2 separate regions of the Mus musculus genome follow, and region 2 is linked to region 1. A link is a contact called in public Hi-C data. All regions are on one chromosome and are shown on one strand. Each heading gives the region's core, a stretch centred on a gene start, on an enhancer-like site or on the middle of the called end of the contact. The rest is flanking DNA. Distances are from core to core; before and after follow the strand shown. Region 1 overlaps Gm20125 (predicted gene, 20125). Region 2 overlaps Gm32543 (a long non-coding RNA gene).

Region 1 (6,652 bases), core at 40-2,539:
AAGAAAGGTAAATGTTTTACATACGAAATGTGCTACCTGTTGCCTTCAACACACATCTGCCATAGTTAACACATATATGAATGTGACCCAACACTTTTATAGAGGACTATTTCCTGTCACAATAACAAAAAGTTAGACAAGACCAGCACTGTGTAATGTCAACACCATTTGCTCTTCCTGCATGAACTCTGAGAACTCCTACTTAGAGTTATTGACCAGAATAAGTAGCTAGTTGGATAACCCAGGTTCAATAGTTTTGTGGCGTGTTGAGGCTGTGCCTTGTTTGGATTAATTTTGCTAATCTGTCATCACATAGTAACTGAAGCTGTGCATCATGGTGTTTTCTATAATGTTATGTAAAATCTCGGATGTGGAAGAAGCAGAGATTTTCCCATCTGCCCACATTTGAGATGTGTGGGAGCAAATGCCAAGACGTATATATCTATTAGAGGATTAAAAAAAAGTAACAAAACATGTGGTCATATTGTTAAATGTATTCTGGGGCTATGGTATTTTTTTTTACAAGCGTAGCCTTATCATTGAGCAAACCTTTGGATCTGATTTTTGAAGCAGAGATGAAGTTTTCTGTTACATAGGAAGAAAACCACTGTGGGAAGTCAACTTTATTGTCCACAAAATCAAAGCAATAAAATTCAAAAAGTGTTTTCTTTTCTTGAGTTGTTAAAATTCATAACTTCCAAAAACAGCACATTTTTTATTTTTCTCCTCTCAGAGTTCACCAAGTAAGACAGACTGTGCTGGGCCATTACTGTTCTCATCAGTTTAGATTTATATGATGCATACACCCAAGTGAACATCTGGACAGTTAGTGAATACATTTCATTTGAAGGTCCTTGTAGCATGTCTTTTTTTCCCCTGTATATAGAACACCCCTTTGGAAAACAACATAAATAGGAAGATAACATTCAGCTCAAGAGAAATATTTTTAAAAGTAAGAATTACTAGAAACAGGATTATTGAGAAATTTTATTACACACAATAAAGGTATAAGCAGGATCATAAAGCACCCTAAGGATATAAAATGTGCTGACAATTTGGGCTTTATCTTGCATCCAGGAAGACAGTGAACTTGAACTCATTTGTGACTTCCAAGGCAACTAGCTGTAACCACAGTGTCTAGTGCCTCTCAGGCCCCAGAGGATATTTTTCAGCCTGGATAAGTATTTCATAGAGACATTTAAGCCAGGCGCTTTATGTAGTAGGATTGGTGATTCAGTGTATGGCATTTAACAGTGTGAGTCAGAATTAAATGGATGTCTCACTATTATAGTTGTGGAGCTAATGGAAGGGCCACCTCTCAGATGAGTCATTGAACACAGATCCTGCTCTGGGCCACTTACTAAAGCTTGTGCAATCATTTTCCCAACAGCGAAGATGATAACCTTGATGTTCTGCCCTTTGCAAGTTCAGATGATCAAGCTGCTCATCTCTGTGTTCCCCAAAATAGATCTGAGCTTCAAAACCACCCTTTGTCATCATTCATTATTCCTTCTTCCTTCCATGCTACGTCTTTATTCATTGCATGTAAAGATGCAATTACAGTGTTTTAACTCTTAATGCACTCGGGCATGAGTAAACTGCCCTTGGATTTATAACCCCACTTTGCTCCAAAAATATTTGAGGAAGCTTATAAAAGACACATGCCTGCTACAACTATCAAAGCAAGGACAAATGAATGTGATTATAAGCTATGTTAGGTCGAGAATGAATTTAGAGGCTAAAGATAGCTTCGGAAACTGAGCCTCTCTGAACTTCCTGATGTATCCTTTGGCTTGCTTTTTAAAGGTCAGTGTGTTATTTAGCATTTTTCATGTAGAATAAAAGCTAATGAAGGAAGCTAGCACCATTATTGAACATAGTTTATCAACCAGATTGAAAGTTTATTATTTTTATTGTTATTATTACCATTATTATAATTATTTGGCAGTTAATCAGAGTGGCATATGAGAGCTGATAAACAAGATAAGCCATCAAAGGACAGAAAACCAAACATTTGTCCTCGTTTTTAACTAGGTCACTGGTCAGCAGGGTGAAATGAATTATGTATTTCATGGGGTCTTACTGGGAAAACATAAGAGAACGGATGTTAATAGAATCTTAGTATTACTACGAGTATGGAAAAAATGTAGCTATTAGTACATGTATGGCCTGATATTTCTCTGAGGAATTGTAAAATATAGGTGGGAAGTAAGGTTTTAGCAGGCTACTCCATGTCCATCCCAAGTCGGCAATCTCAAAGTTGAACTCAATAGCAAAAGGGTACCTGAGGCCCTGATGTGTCTCTATCTCTGTCTATCTCTATCTCTCTTCTTTTTCTCCATGTCTAATTTATCTATCATCTATTATCTATCTATCTATCTATCTATCTATCTATCTATCTATCTATCTATCTATCTATGTATCATTAGGACTGATCTCTTCTTAACTTCTCAATTCCTTAAAAATTAATAGAAGAAGAAGAAAAGGAAAGAAGAAGAGCCGGGCATGGTGGCGCACGCCTTTAATCCCAGCACTCGGGAGGCAGGCAGATTTCTGAGTTTGAGGCCAGCCTGCTCTACAAAGTGAGTTCCAGGACAGCCAGGACTATAGAGAGAAACCCTGTCTCAAAAAAAAAAAAAAAAAAAAAAAAAAAAGTAGGGCTGGAGGTGTAACTCAGTTATAGAGTTCTTGCCTAAAGTGCACAAAGACTAGGTTCATAAAACTGGGCATGGTAGCATGTGCCTGGAATCTCAGCACTTTGGAGAAGTTGAGAGTAAGAGCTTATCATTGGCTACATAGTGAGTTTGAAGCAAGCTGGTTATATGAAAAGCTATCATGAACAGAAAGAAGGAAAGCAAGGAAGGAAGGAAGGAAAGAAGGGAAGGAGGGAGGGAGGGAGGGAGGGAGGGAGAGAGAGAGAGAGAGAGGAAGAAGAAGAAGAAGAAGAAGAAGAAGAAGAAGAAGAAGAAGAAGAAGAAGAAGAAGAAGAAGAAGAAGAAATGAAAAAGAAGTAAAGGAAGCACGGAGTAAGTTTAGAAACTGAGAAGAAAGGGGTAAGAATTATTGCCTAACTTTATAGCCGCATATATACTATTGGGAACTAAACATAGGACCTTAATCTTGGGCCCTTTAAAATTGATTTTATTATTTGACAGTTTCATACCTCTATATAATGTATTCTGCTGCTGTTTCCCCGACACCTCTTAACTTCTTTCCACCTCGCACCCATGCACATCCAGCTTCACCTCTATCAGTCACTTTCCCAGAGTGATGGTCGTGGTGTTATTTTGTGAGTCATTTTAGTTTAACCAGGGCCATCTGTGTGCCCATTAGATTGGAACTACCCGCTGGGGTTTAGTTGTGTCATTAGTGCACATGCGAAGGAAGACAGTGATTCCTCTCCTCTGTAAATCGTTCAGTAGCAAGTAGCTCTGGATTTAGGGGTATGGTCCCCTGGTCCCCTCCTGTGTCCATGTATGATTGCTAATACTCTCATTCTTATAAGTGCAATTATCAGTAGCTACTGTGCATTCCTGATTGTAATGGCTGTGTTCTGCAAGCAAATGTCATTTCATTTTCTTTTTTTTTCATTTTTTATTAGATATTTTATTTATTTACATTTCAAATGCTATCGCCTTTCCTAATTTCTCCTCGAAAGCCCCCTGTCCCCTCCCACTCCCCTGCTCACCAACCCACCCACTCCCACTTCCTGGCCCTGGCATTCCCCTGCACTGTGGCATAGAACCTTCACAGGACCAAGGGCCTCTGCTCCCATTGATGACTGACAGGGCCATCCTCTGCTGCATATGAAGCTAGAGCCATGAATCCCACAATGTGTGCTCTTTTGTTGGTGGTTTAGTCCCTGGGAGCTCTGTGTGTACTGGTTAGTTCATATTGTTTTTCCTCCTGTGGGGCTGCAAACCCCTTCAGCTCCTTGGCTCCTTTCTCTAGATCCTCCATTGGGGAACCTGTGCCGAGACCAATGGTTGGCTGAGATCATCCACTTCTGTATAGGTCAGGCATTGGCAGAGCCTCTCAGGAGAGAGCTATAACAGTCTTCTGTCAGCAAGCACTTGTTGGCATCCACAAAAGTGTTTAGTTTTGGTAATTGTATATGGGATGGATCCAGAGGTGGTGTAGTCTCTGTATGGTCATTCCTTCAGTCTCTTCTCCACACTTTGTCTCCGTAACTCCTTCCATGGGTATTTTGTTCCCCCTTCTAAGAAGGAACAAAGTATCTACATTTTGGTCTTCCTTCTTCTTGAGTTTCATGCGGTCTGTGAATTGTATCTTGGGTATTCTGAGCTTCTGGACTAATATCCACTTATCAGTGAGTGCATATCATGTGCTTTCTTTTGTGATTGGGTTACCTCACTCAGGATGATATTTTCTAGTTCCATCCATTTACCTAAGAATTTTATAAATTTATTGTTTTCAATAGCTGAGTAGTACTCCATTGTGTAAATGTACTACATTTTCTGTATCCATTCCTGAACAGAATACCAATAGCTTATGTTCTAAAATCAAGTATTGACAAATGTGACCTTATAAAATTGCAAAGCTTCTATCAGACAAAGGACACTGTCAATAGAACAAAATGGCAACCAATAGATTGGGAAAAGATTTTACCAATCCTACATCTGATAGAGGGCTAATATCCAATATATACAAAGAACTCAAGAAGTTAGGCTCCAGAGAACCGAATAACCCTATTAAAAATGGGATACAGAACAAAACAAAGAATTCTCAACTGAGGAATATAGAATGGCTGAGAAGCACCTAAAAAAATGTTCAACATCCTTAGTCATCAGGGTAATGCGAATCAAAACAACCCTGAGATTCCACCTTTCACCAGTCAGAATGGCTAAGAATAAAAACTCAGGTGACAGTAGATGCTGGCGAGGTTGTGGAGAAAGAGGAACACTCCTCCATTGTTGGTGGGATTGCAAGCTGGTACAACCACTCTGGAAATCAGTCTGGTGGTTCCTCAGAAAATGAGGACCCAATAATACCACTCCTGGGCATATACCCAGGAGATGCTCCAGCATGTAATAAGGACACATGCTCCACTATGTTCATCACAGCCTTATTTATAATAACCAGGAGCTGTGAAGAACCCAGATGTCCCTCAACAGAAGAATGGATTCAAAAAATATGGGATTTCATTTTTGAGAATTTCCTTATATAATCTGGAGCTTAAATTTTTTTCTGAACACTCAAGGGGATGATGTAAGTGTCTTTTTAGGGCTGATCACTTAGCCAACACCTATTCTCAGCACCTCATAAAGCCACAAGTCTCTTCAGTTACTAGTGTACACTGGAAAGAGAGGCTTCCCTGGTTAAGCTGAGGAGTAGCATTTGTTTTGTCTGTGGTCCTCAGCCTGGAGGTTTGACCACTTTAAGGATGGCAGATACCTTGCATATTGGATATTTACATAATGATGCATAACAGTAGAAATAATATAGTTATGAAGTAGCAATGAGATAATTTTATGGCCAGTGGTCATCTCAATGTGAAGAACTGTAATAAAGGGTTGAACCATTAGGAAGGTTGAGAACCACTAGTCTATGAGTATGACATTTCATGGTATATTAACTTAGTTAAATAATACTGTTCAGTTCTCCATAGTTTTTGATCATGTTTACAGTTAATGGGCATTGATTCCCCCTTATGTAGTTGGCCTCTAATCAAGTCAGAGACCAGCTGACTATCCCTATAACAGTGGTATTGCACAAAGGGGTGGACTTTATCTGGCATGATGGTCTTGTAGATCATAGCATACATAGTTATCTCAGGGCACAGCTAGCCCATTTCTTCTAGAAATCTCTGTAGTGCCTTCTAGGACTGTGAGAGCTGGCTTTCAGAGGGGAACTTCAAGCTCACTTCCATTCATTCCATTGATGTGTATGAATGATTAGTAGTTTCTTCAGCAATAGGGTCTCATCATCTTTTAGTTGATTTCTGGTAGAATCATGCCTAGAATAAAAACAGTCATTTAGAATGAAATACTTGATTTTCACTGTATGTGTGGTAAACATCAAGAATAGTTGTTTTCTGGAAATACTCTGGCCTTGAAGACATTGATGTAGAAAACACTGTTTTCAGTTGTCTATAGAGCTGGGTTTCTGAAGGTACTTTATGGCCTTTGCATGAGTTTGGTCACAGGAGAGTTCTGCCATACCTGGAATGTCTTCCATTATTGGGTACTGCAAACAGGGCACAATAAGGACTAAAGTTTCACGGGACTGCTGTTTTCCTTCACAAATTATAGATCAGATTAGCAGCTTTGATATGAGAAACTTGTTACCCCTCGACTCCCTCATCAAACCACCTTTTGTGTAACAATCAATACATGTGCTTCCACAGGGTTCAGGTTCAGTCCACGAGAGGCTGATCTGCTCTGCTGCTCAGAAACTTAAGTTCATTCTTCAGTGTACCGCTTTTTCCAATCATCCTACATAACTCAGGACACTGATGTCATCTAGTTCTGGTGGGGAACTAAAGGAAATGGCAAGAGTACCTACTGTTTTGGAAGCCTTGGTAGTATCAATGAAAAAAAAAAACAACCTTCATAGGCTCATGCGTTTGAACTAATGATCCTAGTTGGGGTAATTTTGGGGGAAGTTTATGGAAGCATTAGGGGATGCAGTC
Region 2 (6,430 bases), core at 2,330-4,829, 490 kb before region 1:
AGCCCTTCAGCTCTATTTGTTGGTTCTTTACGCTGACACTCTGAGATCCATACTGGGAAAATGGCAGCCCTTCATAGGGGACCTGGTTGGGGAAGGTTGTATTATCAGATAATAAATTTGACATAGCACATATTCCAATATAGCAAGAATGGGCTTCTTTTAGTTTTTTAGTTTCCCATCAAATTAGTAATATGCACTTCATAATAATTTTGTGTCAATCATAGTTGACACAACTTTATTCTTTCCTTTTTAAAACATGACATTGTCAGCTTAGTAATTTTGTATGTTTTTTGTTTGTTTGTTTGTTTGTTTGTTTTGGAGATAGGGTCTCGTGTTCCCCAGGCTGGTCTGCAACTTGCCATGTAGCCAAGTATGATTTTGAATTAATGATTTTCCTGCTTTTGCCTTTCAAGTGCTGATATTACTGTCATAGGCCACTCTGTTTGCTTTATGTGATGATCCAAGATATAAAACCCAGGACTTTGTGCACAGTAGTCAAGCATTCTACTAACCAAGCCACACCCCATGACTAGGTTGGTGGAATCCTAAGCATTTTAGCAATGAGCAGACACATTTTATCTATTCATTTGGGGACCAAGAGCAAGATTACTGGTGACTCTGACCATGTGGCACAGCGTTGAGGTCTCTTGCCCTAACATGGGAGAGGTGGAGGTCTCTGCTTTCATAATGTAGCTTTGGTTGGCCCATCTTTCCTGCCAAAGGTAATGCGAGCTGGAATTGGTCACAGAGGCCCTGGCAGCTGGCTTAACCTGTTTATATAAAGATGGAACATAGCCACTGATTAAGAGAGCCACCTCCTCCCGGTTGGTTTTGGAGTACAGCCCAGAATTTTCCATGGAGAGGGCTTTTAAAAGTTGGGTCAGCATCTCAATGAAGATAAGGACTCACAAGGAAGTCCTTGTGGGCCTCTTTGTCTGCAGAATCCCAATAGTTCAGTGAGGATCAGAGGAGATACAGTTGACCAATGAAATCCTTCTGTTAGTTCTATCTCCATGAAGGATTCCTCCTTCTGGAGTGGTCTTCACAGACAGTGGGTTCAATAGGTTAGTTCGAGCCAGGCTTAGCAGGTAGCAACCTCCTAAGCTCTGAGACCCCTCAAGGCGTGGATTGCCAACGATCAGACTGATTTAGTGTCTGAGCATTTTACATGGAGACTATATTTAAAATATAAATGAGATGTTTGAACAAGGAGAGACTATTACTACTGGGTTTAAGTTGGGAAAAAAGCATTGAAGGAGAACTAAAAAGGGGTGGGCAGGAAGATGGACTAGGGAATTAGGACTCAATGGAAGAATGCCATTCCGAATCAGGGGAGAAAAGAAAACGCCTCCCTGGTCCCATACATGCCTCCGCTTCATTGCTCATGATGTATGTATGGTTGAAGGAATGACATTCTTATAAATCTCAGAAAGGTAATTACAGGTGGTGCAGAGATGCAAAAAAAAATCCCTGGGCACTAAACTGGAACTATATCCCATAGTTTCATTTACTTACCAAGCCCAGACTATTCCCCTATGAAATTGTTTGTCTGTGAAGCAACTTCTTGACTTGTCTTGAAGTAAGGTGTGTAGTAACACCAAACACTGCTTGAACTGAGTCGTGAGTACCGTGGTGTGTAGAACTTAACGTGGTGGCTGGATGGTGTTCCCGCCTCAACTTGTAACTTCCAGAAAAAGAAGACACCTCACTTTTACAAGAAGGCAAAAATTCCCTTTGCATAAATGATTATTATATAAATAAACCTTAATAAGAGCTACAGTCTTTTTCTTCCTTCTTTTTTTTCTCCACAAAGCACAAAGAATTATTGTGTGATTTATGTGAAAAGGTTACATAACTGTACTCTGTTACTTTAAATAGTGTTTTTTATTTAAACTGCCAACTTCTTCATCATGAGCAGAGGAAAAAAAATGCATATTTGCTAAGCACAGAGGTAATTTTCAAGAACTGTAATTAGCTCATGATAACTCTGTCTTTTGTGATGTCTTTGAGTGGGGCACCTGTGATGTGTCACCTCAGTGAGAGAGGAAGGAAAGTAGACATCACATAGGGACATAGGAGAATGTCATGTGTGCTGAAGTAACACATCTTGCAACGTCATTTGAGTCTCTCCCTTTCAGCAAGCACTATTTTTCTTCATTTACCCTATCTCTATTGCTCAAATGACCTTTTATTACCAACATATTAAGTGATCGACTTAAAAGCCAAACCAAATACATGATAAAAAATTATGGTTTAAAGAAGAAGAAAAAAGTAGGCAAAGGCCAGAGGGCTAAGTCCCCATGTTTTAAAACTGAACAACAGGCCAGAATGTCAGTAAGGGAGAGAAAAGAAAGAAAACATTTGTGAAAGACTGCTAATTAATTTATTTCAGTGAAATTGACCTCTAAGAAAAATCTCTAATTCCTTGAAGAAGTCTCCCTTTGGTGGAAACCAGAGTGAACGTGCACCAAGGGTATGTGTCTTTTATGCCACCAGACATTCCTGTGCCTCAGTGAGACACTGGGGGAGGGCATCTGGGGGATGGGTCACAAAAGTCCCATCCCCACTACCCATAAGGAATATCTCTATTGAAAATTTTAGAGTGTTTCCTTGCTAGGAAAATAATATGCTGTAAATATTCCCCGGAAGCCAGAGCTATGCCACATCCTGGGATCTCAAGGACTGCCTCTCTCTGAAAAGTCAGCCCCACCTATGAGACTGAGAAAATCCTGAGATTGCAGGGCTTGTTTTGCACACCAGGCTGGAACAACACTACCACAAACAGCACAATATAAATCACCTGAAGCCAAGGAATTGCAGTGTAGAAATGACTTGGGCTGGGCGTGTTCTCTCCGGAGCTGTGAGAACCATATCACCTGTTTGGTCACCAAGCTGGTTGCCCAGGTGGCAGCTTGGCAAGCTGTAGGAACAACAATCCCCTCCCCGAAATGGGCTGGGAACTGCACAGGCGTGATCACTCTCAGACATGACTGGCCCTTTTCAGTTCAAATGTTAGCTTTTTCAATTGCAATAGCAATGAGAAACAACTGGTATGAGACTAAAACCACATAAATACATCCACGGTCCAGACATCAGGTACTCACTCCTGGCATCGCTGCACAGGGGGAAGACAATTGATTTTTTTTTTTAAGAGTACCTTGCAACTGGCAGAGAGAAATGAGACAATAGCTAGCTGTTTCAGTGTTATGGACAGCCACGTCAATCAATACACTTTGCGGGTAGAATTCAATCGAGAGTTTGATTGCTGTATCTTTAAAGTAATGTGGGACTATGGTTACTCTCCCAGGCAAAGTCTTCCTTCGGGTGTCTAGGATCTCATTAAATCTTGTTGTCTGGAAGGTGTCACATGCCCTGTTTAACAGATCAAATAAGAGAAGAGCAGAAGTTAATTTTCTAGCCGGGAAGGAGGAAGTCAATTAAAAGCATACATTTAAGGAATGATCAATTTCCTTTACAGAGGACAAAGGAAGTGTTTTGAAATGTGTATTTAAACTAAGGAGTACATATCAAAGAGGAAAGAAAGGCTGACCAGGAAAAAGGGGAGTACCCCAAGTGAGCAGCCACAGCCTAGCCCAGCAACAGCTGCAACCTTGTCCAAGTTCCCAGCCACCTTGCCTGACACCAGCACTGGCTGGGGGACTCTTATTAAACAGGACATACTTTCTCAGAGACTTGAAGGCTATCTTAGGCTTCCAGCAAGCACTGGTGAGTAATGTTAAGTTTCTCCATGTGCTTTACATGAATATCAGGCTAAAATTAACACCGCTTGTAGACAGAAGGTTGCCAAGAGCACACTCACATCCATTATACCCCGGAAAAAAACTTTCTCTTTAAACCTAGAGGGGAAATGGAGAGAAAAAGCCCTCCCAGCAAACCGTGTGCCTGGTTTGATGTAAGCTAGGGTCACGTGGAGAGATGCCTCTTTATTTCTGTCCTTTCTACTGGCTGCATTTAGACTTTAAAAAATTAGTCTCTCTTTATGGTTTTTTTTTTTTCTTTTTTTACTTTTTTTTACTTTTCTTTTTAAAAAATCACCTGCTGTAGAAATCCTAGTATTTGGTATTTTTAGATGCTGGGGCCAGAGCAAGTGTAACAATGGAGACCATTTTTCCCCCTTATGAGCAATTCTTTTTTGCTTTTTTTCAGGGCATGATAAAGTATGAGTACTAAAAAAGTCAAGACATCCCATGTTAACTCCTTAAGGCCAGTAGCCCAAAACCCTAGTAAGATGTAGGACGCTAGCCCTAGCACAGCAGAGGCATTTAGGAAAATAAGTGTTCCTCAAAGCAACTCCCCCCTCCAAGTTCTACAAACTTTACAATTAGACACATTTATTTCTTCATCTGTTGTCATTTAGTTGCAACCTTGAAAGGGAAGCAAGACTGCTACTTTCTGCTTTGATTCCTTTGTTCCTCTCCCTGACATTTCTAAACCCAGTGTTCTGTGCACTGTTTAGTTTCTTAAGAATTTTTCTCCTTTAGAGAGAGGAAGTGTGTGTTCTACAGGAGGACAGAACCTCCTGTCTTTTCAATTGCACTTAAAAGAAAACTCAGTCCAAAGCTCTCAGAATAAATCACCTATGAAAGAGGGGGGAGGATAACTGGAGGGGAAGAATGGAAAAACACTCGGAGCTGTGTCAACATTTTAACTTTCAAATGAATGCAGGCGACCCCTTACTGCGGTCCAGCCACCATTTGTGAACTATACTGGGTGCACACAAATAATACTTTCCTTCATCCTTCCCACACCAATGAAGAGGGGCTGACCTTTAAACTTCCCTTACTAAGAACTCACTTTCTTCCTCAAAATTCATTATTCATCTATCTATCTATCTATCTATCTATCTATCTATCTATCCATCTATCCATCCACTCACTCATTCATCCATCCATCCATCCATCCATCCACTCATCCATCTATCCATCCATCCATTCACTCGCTCATTCATCCATCCATCTATTCACCCATTCTTTCATCCATCCATTCACTCATTCATTCACTGACATAGCCTTAGGGAATACCTGCTATGTGCCATTGACTAGACAAAGCTAATGGAACCCAGAGGTGAATTCAAGGTAGATCTAGAATAAACTTCCCAAAGCTGAAAGTCTAAATTTTTTTTGAAGAAAAAAAAAAAAAAACAGTCTTTAAAACAAACAATTACACAAACAGATGTAAGATCACAGATCTGATAAATGGCCATCAAGAATAGTACCTGCTGCTATGGATTAACACAAGAGATGGAACAAATCCACCTTCAAGGTAAGTAAGAAATTGGAAGGTTGATGCGAGTTAGTTCACTGAAGAAAGAAACAAGGAAACGTCTGCATCAAACAATATGCTTTAAGAGTAGAGGTGAGACAGGATGTGGGAATCATGGAAAGAGGGCCAGTATGGCTGGAGACAGGAGGTCAAGGGTCGGCTAGTAACGACTGTAGGGGAGAGGAGCCAGGAAAATGAGCTTAAAGGTTGAAGTAGAATTTCTGTTTTTCTCTTTAAATAAAAACTATTGATGATGATGATGATGATCACAATGACTTGGAGGAAGACATTCATGTCTGATACTGTAAATATGACCCAGAACCCATGGTTGGGTGTTCATAGGCTCTAGTGGTGAACTCACTATTATTTTACTAAATCCACCCAGTTTCAAACTGCCCTCTAAATTCATATCTTTACACGTAGAAAAATGCCACTCACAGACCTCATCATAGAAGTTTCTAGGTGTGGCAGATGGTGCGTAATGTAGAAATTTGTAACTTCTAAATTATAGAGAATGATTTCTGTGGCATGCTCAGCTACAAATGAGCCATCTAGACCATGCCCCCTCCCCAAGGCTCAAGAACCATCTTAAAAGAGGGTCAGAAAGATTGTAAGAGCCAGAGGTCAGGGAGGGCTGGAGCTAAACCATTTTTTTCTGGACCTGCCATGGCCACTGCACTCCTGAAATCACAGCAGCTGTGCATAGGATCAAACTTGTCAAAAGACATTTAAGAGTTTTATGTAGTATAGGGTAGCTGCGAGGAAGAGGATAGAAGTCAGAGGAAAGTCTTTCCTTTTTTCAGTATGGTTTCTTAAAAGATTATTTTGAGACTTTCACGTATGCATTGTGTATTAACATCATTCCTCCTACCCATCCCTGATTATAGAAAGTTGGCAGACAACAGTGAAAGAGAAATACATGCTCCCTTGACTCCATCATGGCCTTTCTCCACTGCCCTGAGTTCACCATAGTATCTCTGACATCCTTCCTTTTTGCCTCATGATCTCTGCTTCTCCTACTCCACGGCTCAGGGTGCTTGTGTCCTCCTCACCCCAAGGACTTGCTCCTGAGTTAAAATTCCATTCTGCTGGTTCCCTTTCTTCTTAGACCATGGCTGTAAAACCTCACTCCCAGCACAGAGAACTA

The links. A called contact is a pair of places that touch in the nucleus more often than the background predicts.
Region 2: a Hi-C map of myocytes shows a contact between it and region 1, with 1.5 times the contacts expected there. The contact joins two enhancer-like sites. A contact is called at or near these places in 1 of 484 Hi-C or Micro-C datasets (myocytes) and 1 of 9 other capture datasets (embryonic stem cells).

What each region holds. Positions count from the first base shown.
Region 1 is chr10:17,029,763-17,036,414 of GRCm38.p6, reverse strand. All of the region lies in intron 1 of Gm20125 (predicted gene, 20125), which reads left to right. Among named protein-coding and RNA genes, the nearest start is that of Gm20125, 63 kb to the left of the region's middle. Within about 2 kb of position 1,289, at least 51 of the 459 cell types and tissues checked have an H3K27ac peak or open chromatin away from gene starts, as enhancers often do. A contact at or near this core is called in myocytes, where this site is marked.
Region 2 is chr10:17,525,535-17,531,964 of GRCm38.p6, reverse strand. The region is part of intron 3 of Gm32543 (a long non-coding RNA gene); the gene reads left to right. Among named protein-coding and RNA genes, the nearest start is that of Gm32656, 130 kb to the left of the region's middle. Within about 2 kb of position 3,579, at least 39 of the 459 cell types and tissues checked have an H3K27ac peak or open chromatin away from gene starts, as enhancers often do. A contact at or near this core is called in myocytes, where this site is marked.